Linked DNA regions of Mus musculus: region 2 is linked to region 1. Evidence: chromatin contacts called from public HiCAR-type data. All regions are on one chromosome and are shown on one strand. Each heading gives the region's core, a stretch centred on a gene start, on an enhancer-like site or on the middle of the called end of the contact. The rest is flanking DNA. Distances are from core to core; before and after follow the strand shown. Region 1 overlaps Gm31814 (a long non-coding RNA gene). Region 2 overlaps Lpp (LIM domain containing preferred translocation partner in lipoma).

What was found. HiCAR-type assays count read pairs that join an accessible place to other places.
Region 2: a contact with region 1 is called in a HiCAR-type map of astrocytes, with 3 times the contacts expected there. The contact joins two enhancer-like sites. A contact is called at or near these places in 1 of 115 datasets of contacts at active chromatin or transcription factors (astrocytes) and 1 of 9 other capture datasets (embryonic stem cells).

What each region holds. Positions count from the first base shown.
Region 1 is chr16:24,203,965-24,208,612 of GRCm38.p6, reverse strand. The region is part of intron 1 of Gm31814 (a long non-coding RNA gene); the gene reads left to right. Among named protein-coding and RNA genes, the nearest start is that of Gm32126, 47 kb to the right of the region's middle. Within about 2 kb of position 2,047, at least 80 of the 459 cell types and tissues checked have an H3K27ac peak or open chromatin away from gene starts, as enhancers often do. A contact at or near this core is called in astrocytes, where this site is marked.
Region 2 is chr16:24,959,755-24,964,402 of GRCm38.p6, reverse strand. All of the region lies in intron 10 of Lpp (LIM domain containing preferred translocation partner in lipoma), which reads right to left. Among named protein-coding and RNA genes, the nearest start is that of Gm52245, 21 kb to the right of the region's middle. Within about 2 kb of position 2,727, at least 40 of the 459 cell types and tissues checked have an H3K27ac peak or open chromatin away from gene starts, as enhancers often do. A contact at or near this core is called in astrocytes, where this site is marked.

The DNA.
Region 1 (4,648 bases), core at 798-3,297:
AGGGTCATCATTTTTGCCTTTCCTGGTTTCAGCTCCATGCTCTGCAAACTCAAGAAAGAGCTTTTGTCTGCTGCCTATATTCTCCTCCATCCTGAGGGGAGGGTGGGTGTGGATCCTGGGACAAGGGAATCTGCTCACCTGAGCTCCCATGTGAAGTGAAAGTCAGCCCTTCTCTAATAGCCTCTCCAGAGGAGCTTGCAGCTGTGCTCGCTCCCTGCTCTCAGACTCACCTGCCCAAAAGAGAACCAATGAACTTTTCAAGCAGTTAACCACAGGGTGATGCCTAGGCCTGTTTTCTCAGCCAGGTGCTCCAGGAGGGAAGTTGTATGAGTCACTGTCAGCCAGAAATGTAAATCTGACCCCAGGTTTCCTTTGCAGTAAAATCCAGGTCATTAATAGTAGTGACCATCTGCATAGCAGGTTACATTCGCAAAGAATTTTACATAGTCATTTGCTTATCACAACTGTTCAGAGACCTCTTATTGTTGTCCCCATTTTACAGATAAGGAAAATAGATGCCCAGAGGTATCATATTATGCCCAAGGTGACAGGAAATTTGCGTGACAGGCCCTGGACTTAGTTAAGCCTTGGGACTTGATAATTCAGGGTTTATACTATGTCTCCTATATCAGTATTTCCCTCTTGTCTCTTCATCCCCAAGGGCTGTAACAAAAGCAGGAAAAGTCAGACAGCTTGACGCATTGACTTGAACTCCATGTTTGAAGAAGGGGTAGTCACAGCCTCCATGTGGTGTGGCATTCATGATGCAGTGCCCAGAACAGGTAGGAAATGAAGGCTAGCTTGACCCTGCTTATATTCCTGCCATCTGGACTTTTCCATGCCAGCATTTCTTCATAGCCCCTTCAGTTCTTTAAGGAAACAAACACTAGCAGAGTGCATTGTAGGTCATCTCTTCCTAGCGCTTGCTTGCTCACTCGCTCTCTCTCTCTCTCTTTCTCTCTTCCCCCTCACCTCCAGTGCAATTATCATCCCAAAGTTGATGTGTTTATGTGGTCATGTCCTGTCCACGTTTGGTTCATTTCCTCCATAAGTACCCAGGACAATGTAGAGCATTGTTTTATGTTTCAAACATTTCAGGAATGATATAATACTGACTTATTCTGAAAATAACTTTTTCCCCCCTTTTAACCTTGTTTCTTTAGGCATGGCAATATTGATACCTGACTTAGCCTGAGTTCATTCACTTTAACTTCTAACCCCATAACATCTCTTTGGGCAAATACGTCACAATTACTTAAGGAATTCTGTACTGGTGAGCTTCGAGATGTCATTTCCCTCTTAGAAGCAGTGATGCAGGAAATGTCCTTATAAAGGCTCTTTGTTTATTGATGCAGGGATTTCCTCCCTTGTACGTGGGTGAGTTGAGCTTCTGAGATAGAAGGTGTGACTAGCTTCACCTTTGTGGGCATTGCTGACATCTCCCCACAATGGTTATATTATACTTATATCAGCATGTATCTTACCGCTTTACTGTTGTCTAATATTACTGGATTCTCCCACTGTCAGACTTAAAACATTTTGGCCAAGGTGACTTCTGTGAAATGAGATCTCTGGCTTTTCACATTGGTGTTTCCCTCGGCTGTTAGTATGTGCTTAGGCACCACTTACTTTCCGAGTTTTGCACACTGATGTTTAGTGTGGTCCCTTCCTATTATCTTTCATCCCTATGGCTCCGTAAATAGTTTTCCTCCTATATGCCGGGTACTTGTCCTTTGTCAGCCACCCAAGTTGTTAATGCATCCCCTGTATCTGACTTGGTTTTTAGTTTGGTTCACTGCCCAGTCACATTCCCTTGCAGGCTGTCAGCTGGCCACTGCACCCATTTGACTCTCTGGATCATAGCAACTCCGGGGTGAAAGTTGCTTGGAGCTGTGCTTTGGAAAGCCTATGTGAATAAATGTTTCCTGATTCTAAAGCTCCGCAGTGAACGGAGGACCGTGTCCTTGCAGGGGAACCAGAGAAGGAGCTGCTTTCCCTGCTCAGGACTCTTGTTTGCTAATACAAGTGTGTAGTGAAAGCAAACAAACCAAGTGTAAGTGGAAAAAAACCTTAGTCATTGAGGGTTGTTTGGGCTGCTCAGTGGCTACTGTGGTATGTGGATGGTTTCCCTTGTCACAGTGCATCCTGGCACAGTTTGTCTGGGTGTTTTCTTTTTTTACCATTTGTAGGCCTGCCATATTCGTGAGAATACCTAAAAGAGTTGTCAGGCTCAGTGGTCACATCCTGAAGCATCTTCAACAGGGGTCCTGATGCCTGGGACTCGCCACCAGAAGGTAGGAATCAGCAGGGACTTTGAAACACTTCAACCTTTGCAGGGAAAGAGTCACTTTAAGGGTTTGTTTTTCTCTGGGTGCCTCAGCTATCCCCGAAGGAAAATCAGAACTCAGGAGAGGAAGCACAGAGCTCCAGAGGGATGACTTTAGAGTGTAGTGCTATTTATGCAGCCTGTTGCCTGTCCTCCATACTGTCCCACGGGGGGCGGGGGGAGTGCTGTGATGTACAGGTGCTCCGACTAGGGAAGGCCCCTGTGCCATCACTCCCTTTGAAGCCAATGGGTATGTAGGAGCAGAGCTCTGGGATCAATTATGTTGGTAAAACTGCAGAGGCCAGGAGTGCACCAGAAGCTCTGTGGCTTAGAGAGACTCACTGAAAAAAGACCTGATGTTCCCAAGTGGAACCCTGTGGCCCCAGGGGAGGTGACCCCAGCTGTCTGGTTGGGCAGCCAGAGAGCACCAGGCCCAGGGAGCCAGGACACACCTTCTGTTCCAGTTGACTCACTTGAGTGGCAAATTCTTTTCTCCCTCACCAGCCTCTCATCTTCAAAGAGAATTCATTAAGCCCTACCATGCCATCAGCACTTGGCCAGGTGTCGTATTGGCCCATTAGGTGGACACGGGCCATAGCCCTAGGGAGCGTGCCAAATGAGGTGGGGAGTGGCAGCTGAGACCTATTGACATCCGGAGATAGTTCTGCGGTACTGTCTATAACCACCCCCAGCTGTTTCCAACTATGTGTATGGAGCTTTCCATACACACTATGTTCTTCTCATCCCATGGCTTTAGGCTTACTCCGTCCCCTTGCCTGGAATGCTCTTCTGCTGCCTGTTTGACCCATAAACTCACTCCTAGGTCGAGTCTTCTCTGCCAACCTCAGGCTGAATTACCACTATAAATTCTCTATGCTGTGCAGTGCTCTGAATTTCTGGTATAGCACATAACCTCTGTGCTGGGAGTCATGGCTTTCGTTATTATCTGCCCTGAGTGTGGATTCTACGTATTCCTCCTCTTTCCCCAGCCAGAATGTGGTAGACAGTCAGTCAGCTCCTGTGAGCTGACTGAGGAGAAGCAGTCCGTGGCTTGATTTAACCCTACCTTGTGGTATAATTGGAAGCAGGCCCTATCTTTTTGAGTCTGAGTTTCCTTTTCTGCAGAATGACTGTGGTGGGGCCAGATGAGAAAAGGCCTTTGAAGGTTTTATGAGCCCCTTTGTCTGTGACTCTCATCCTCTATTGGAGAACAGTGTTCATCAATTAAAAACCAAGATAATGTTTGACTAAAACCCAACCTTTCCCTCCTACTTCTGTCTGTCACCTTTCAAAACTATGTGTATTAGCAGTTTTCAAATCTCTGACTAAAGTTTCAAGAGGTTTGTTGAATTGATTGATTACAGAAAGTATGCACCTTTATCTTCCCCAGGAAATACAACAGAGGGACTAATTGATTCATTGGAAGGTGTTTCTAACTGTATTTTCTGATGAATTTGTCACCTGGATGTTTGTGGGAAGGAACCATTGGATAGTTGTGGCTGTCACACTGCCGACTGTCTCTCATTTTGTCACTGTACAGGACATGAGGTACGTATAAGACAGCTCAGAGTTCCTGTCCCATGAGGCTAGTGTGTCTCCTCTGTTACACCTCAGAGTTTCTGCCCCTTGAGTGACAGGTATGGACAGAAGATCAAGACCTGCACACACTCCAAAAGTGCTAATGACACCCGACTCTGGTCTTCGACCTTCATGTCTGTCTGTAAAGTGAAGCTTGGTGGGACCGTTACTGACCCATTTTTGCAGATGAAACTGTGTCTCAGGAAGCTTCAGTGAGTTCACATCTGGTCACATGACTTAAAAGAGTGTGACTTTGGGGACCTTCATTGACTGATTCTTGACAAACTCATAGATGACTCTTATTGGCTGCCTGCTTTCAGGCTACTTGTCTTTTCTAGCCCAAAGCAGATGAATTCTATCAGAAGGGAAAGGAAAAGGGACTCCCAACCCAGGGCTGACTTGGTGGAGCCAAGTGGCCGCATACATTAGCAAGAGAGGAAGTCATCTTAGCTAAGCCTGCCATTTGATGGCTTATGTCATTAGCATCTCACCATGCCAGTAAGTGAATTGTTGGAGCCTGAAGTGGGGCCTCCTTCTGAGAGTCTGAGAGCATTCTGAATGCTGGCACTCTTGGGGTATACCACCTCAGCCCCCTGTAACTCTGCACAGGAAGCAAGAGAGAGCACAGGGTTTTGTTTGTTTGTTTTGTTTTGTTTTGTTTTGTTTTAGCAGACGTCCCTGGGATTCGGTGTCTGTATCTGTGAATTGGGGTAGTAAAACTTCTCCCAAGTTGCTTTGGAGGAC
Region 2 (4,648 bases), core at 1,478-3,977, 760 kb before region 1:
GATGTTATGTTCTAATAAGAGTCTTCATCATTATCTAAGCCCCCTTGAGAGATGTCTTAGACAAGCCTACCTTCAAACAAAACTCACTCTCCAGGTAGAATATTGTAACAAAAAAAAAAAAAAACAAAAACTTTGAAGTGGTGTGGGAGAATTCAGTATTTTCAGGCAAGAACATGCATATGAACAACTGAACATTTCAGAGAAATGTAGAATTATTAATATAGGAACATGAAGTTTTGTTTATATTTGAATTATATAAATTAGCTTTAAAATACAAAAGAGTAGAGCTGGGAGATGTCTCACTTGGCAAAGTGCTTATCAAGGAAGCACAGAGACCTGCCTTCATTCACTAGGACTTAGGTTTTTGTTTTTTTTTTAAAGCTAGGTGTGAGGGACTGGAAAGATGGTTTGTCCATTAACAGCACTGCCTGCTCTTCCAGAAGACCCAGGTTCAAATCCAGAACACACATGGCAGCTCACACCCTTATGCAACCCCAGTTCTGATAATTCAACATCCTCTTTGGAGAAACTGCTCCCATGTGGTACACAAACATACATATTGCCCCAAACCCATACACAAAAAAATGAAAAATGCAAATTCCCAAAGCCAGGTGTAGTGGCACATGTTCTAACCTAGTGCTGAGAGGTAGATCCATGTGGCTCACTGGCCATCAAGTCCAGCTTACTGGTCAAATTCCAGGTCAACAAGAGACCGTATCCAAACAAACAAACCAACCTTTTGATTAAAAACGAACATTAGTATAGCTACTCCTTAAGGCTCAGAGAAGTGGTTTGTCATTTTAAAGCCTGTAACCATGTTGAATGGTAGGTCTTCCAAAATCCTTTTCTTGGATGTGTCAGAATCCCTGAGAAATGGAGGGAGGTAAAGCTACCTTCATGCCAGGGGCAAATTAAAAGATCACAGAACTCCAGTGAGACTATCGTGAGAGGGGAAGAAAGAATAGAATTCCTTTCCTTCCGAGCCAAGTCCAATCAGAGAGCTGTCTTTACAACATCTTCAAGGCATAGTCTTGTTAGGGCTTATTCACGTGAGAACCGCAGCAAGCCTGACATACAGTCAAAGAACTGCTGCTGACTTCAGGAGGCTGGGTTTCAAAGTCTAAGAATTAAGTGACATTTGGTGTCCTCACCTGCTAAGATTGGAAGTGTCTCCATATATTTTTAATAGTTAATTGAGATCCCATATGTGGGAGGAAGGATTTAGTTCTGGTATGTAATGCTAGCTTTAATGTTGATCTTATATAACTTTTCTTCATTAAAAAAAGTAATCTCCAGGCCTTTATCTCCACCAAAGAAAATCTAGCACCAGACATGGGCATTAACTGTGCATGCACAAGACCTCAGATATCTCCAGAGCAGTCAGCAGGGGAGGCAGAATGGAGAATTTCTATGCTACACATCTTAAGGTGATCAGGATTTGAATCTATGACTTCTACACCAAAGGCAAACAAGATTTTCTCTAGTTCACACTTACTGCTAATCAGTAAGTTTCTTCTAGCTCCCTGTAGTGGCCATCCCACAAAATGCCTTGGCTCATCATTAGCATCCTGCCGTCCCAGAACACCTCACAAATATATAATTTGGGGCTTCTTGTCCCTTTTCACATTATTTAGCAGGATGCTGTCACTAGGAAGATGTTTTTTCCCAGTATTACTCTCATTGATGAAGATGTCACATCCAGGACCCTAATGACATCCTTTCGTCTGTGTTCCCTAGCCCCAATCCAATCACTGGGTGCCTTCCGAAGTGCCAAACTTGTGGTGGCAAATGGTTCAAGAAGACCAGATGAACACAAGTGAAAAGCCACTGTTCATTGCTTCTGTGCTGCACCTCTGCCTTTGAGAGCAGAAAATGAATACACAGTGATGGAAAAGGAGGGTCTGGCCTGGACCTCAGACACTGATTCTCATGTCATGCTGTCTAAGGCCCACCTCTCATCATTCTTGCCAGTGGCAGCCTGTATCATTATTTGTTTCTAGGCATTGAAGACTAATACGTTATCAGCCTCTATAACAGCATGCAATCATAACAGGCCTGCAAAAAGTATTTGTTGTATGGAGAAGAAAATGAACTGCATTAAATAAAGTAACATCTTAGGTGTGTTTTAGTCTTAGGATTAATTGTTTTCATCTCAGCAAGAGGGTATCTCTCAAAAAAATGTTAAAACCTCCCCTAAGAGCATAAATGATCTGAAATTATTCATACACACAGTCAGTAGGGCAACACCCTTTTGCTTAACGCCATCTGATTATCAATGGTAATTGACCCATCTAGGGGAACATTCTAAAATGTGAGTTTAAGCAAAGCTCTTTCCAGCTATGTGTATACACAGTAATGACCACCTGTGTGCACATTGCAGATCAGAATTAAACCACCCTGAATCATCCATTAGAATCATGATATGCGAGCAGAGACTAGAAATGTTCTTAGTACCATTCTGCTCACGTGCCTGTTTTCTGAAACCCAGGACTGCGTGGTGCTTATTTTCTTCCTGATGTGTAGATTGCAATTATTTCCTACACTACAGCCATGAGAGGTCTGAGCCAACCACCAGGGTCATGGAAGATTTCTCCTTGTTCATATGCATGTGACAGAGAAGCTTCTTTGAACCAAACTTGATCTCTTTCAAAAGAGTTAGAGTTAAGCCTCTAACTCTTGGGAGTGGCAGTGGGAACAGCCAGAGGGCGGTGAGCTACCTCTGATCCTCTAGAGATCATTTGAGCACATTTGGCAATCACTTGGCTTCTGTTGAAAACAAGTCCTTCTAATTACACTTCTGCCAATGGAAGACAAAAAGGCAGCACTTGGGCTTAGAAAGGTCACGGTGACATGCCAGTGTCAGGGCTGTGATTGTGGTTTCCTATTGAGTACAGGCCCGCTGATGGGAGAGCCACACACCCGGCTGAGGAACCCATTCACGGGAATGGAATCTCAACAGGCTGCAGAGCGATTTGCTGTTCTCCTAAACGGTATCTCGCCTGTAATAATTTTTGACACTAGAAATAAAATACTAACACGTTTTGGTTCTTCTTTCTGTACTCTGCACTACATTTAGATGAGCTAGGTAGGAAAGGCTCAGTGAATGCAGGGTTTCTTCCATGCTACAGGGTTTTCCAACTGCCTCAAAGACAAAGGAGGCAGAACATACAGATGTTTGCTCCTTGCTGCACAGAGTTGTGGACTAACTCCTTTGGTGTCTCTGGAATGCAAATTTTCTTTCACAGTTTAGCAGTCTTTTTTGGATTTCAGCACAGTGAACTAACACTTTCCTGGATTCCAAGACCTCCAGAGAACCAGATGGATGAGAGGAACTGGGAAAAAGAACCCACACTGTTTGAAAAAGGTATGAATTTCTCACTCTGCATTTAGCCAAAAAGCTCTGAAAACTAGAAGAGCGAAATCACTTTTGGTTTGTTCAAATGCATGCCATCCCAGTTGTTGGTGGGGTGTAAGAAAAGAAAAGTCCAAAGTGATTTGGTGGTTTGGAGTCTGTGTTCAGTTTTAGCTGGGAAGCAGATTTTAACAGAGACGGTGTGTTTACTATCAAAGGAAAGAAAGTATAGAGGAGATTGCTCAAGAGATCATTCTGAGTGTCTGTGCTCTGACACGAGGGAAGGCTTTCGAAGGCCAGCTCTAAGTGGACAGTTTGGTCCTTCTGGATCCCTATGGGACCTTCCCTTTGCAGACAGGTATCCCATTCTCCAGTCTTCGCTCAGAAACCAACCCAAACTTCTCTGTGTTCTTGCTCTTCATTAATTGGGACCTCTGCTCTGAGATTTTCCTTTCCAAAGGTCAAGGGCGTACAGCTGTTACCTCTGTTACTGTTTTCTCCATTCTTCTGCCCTTTCACACAGCGGTCCTGTATTCTTTAAGGCAGTGACCTGCATAGAGTGTTACCTCTTTACATGAAATCTACAAAGAGGGATACAGCAAAATGTACTCCATCATCCTTTGTGACACGTGCTGAAGAGCTGGGCTACTGAGACAGACCTAGTCAATGGAGTCTTGTGGCTCTGGATGACTCTCTGCAGCACACACAAAATGCTTTTCTCTTGAATTGCCACAGGATGGTTCTACATCAGTGTTATTACATTGAAGAGTCCACCTTTAGTTGGGGCACATCAATGAGAAGCCCTACTTGTTCCAAGGTAGCTGATCAGTAGTCCAGGCCTCTGAGAGGCCTCAGTTCAGAACACTCAGCACTGTCTATGACCTAGAGCTTCCTGGCTGAGAGACTACCAGACCCCTGACCAACTGGATATAGGAGGGAAAAAGATTGCTTTGTGACCAAAAATTTTTTTTTTTATCAAGCAGTTATGGTGGCTGTCATATTAAGACAGCATAGCTTCCATATATGTAAAAGCTGTTCAAAGTTAGACATTTAAACTTATTTTATGTTGGTGGCACTAGATATGTTTCACAAAACACAGTAGAAATTGTTTGGTAAATACCCAAATGAATGGCTGAATGTAATAATGAATGAAAAATACACATGGAAGTCTCATGATCAATGGACTGTAAATTCCAAAAGAGAGTTTTATTCAAAATGACAGGGTATGCTGAGTGAAAATACTGACAAACCAGAAGGTAAGAATACATATCAGACTTTCCTTCTCCATAGAGTGGG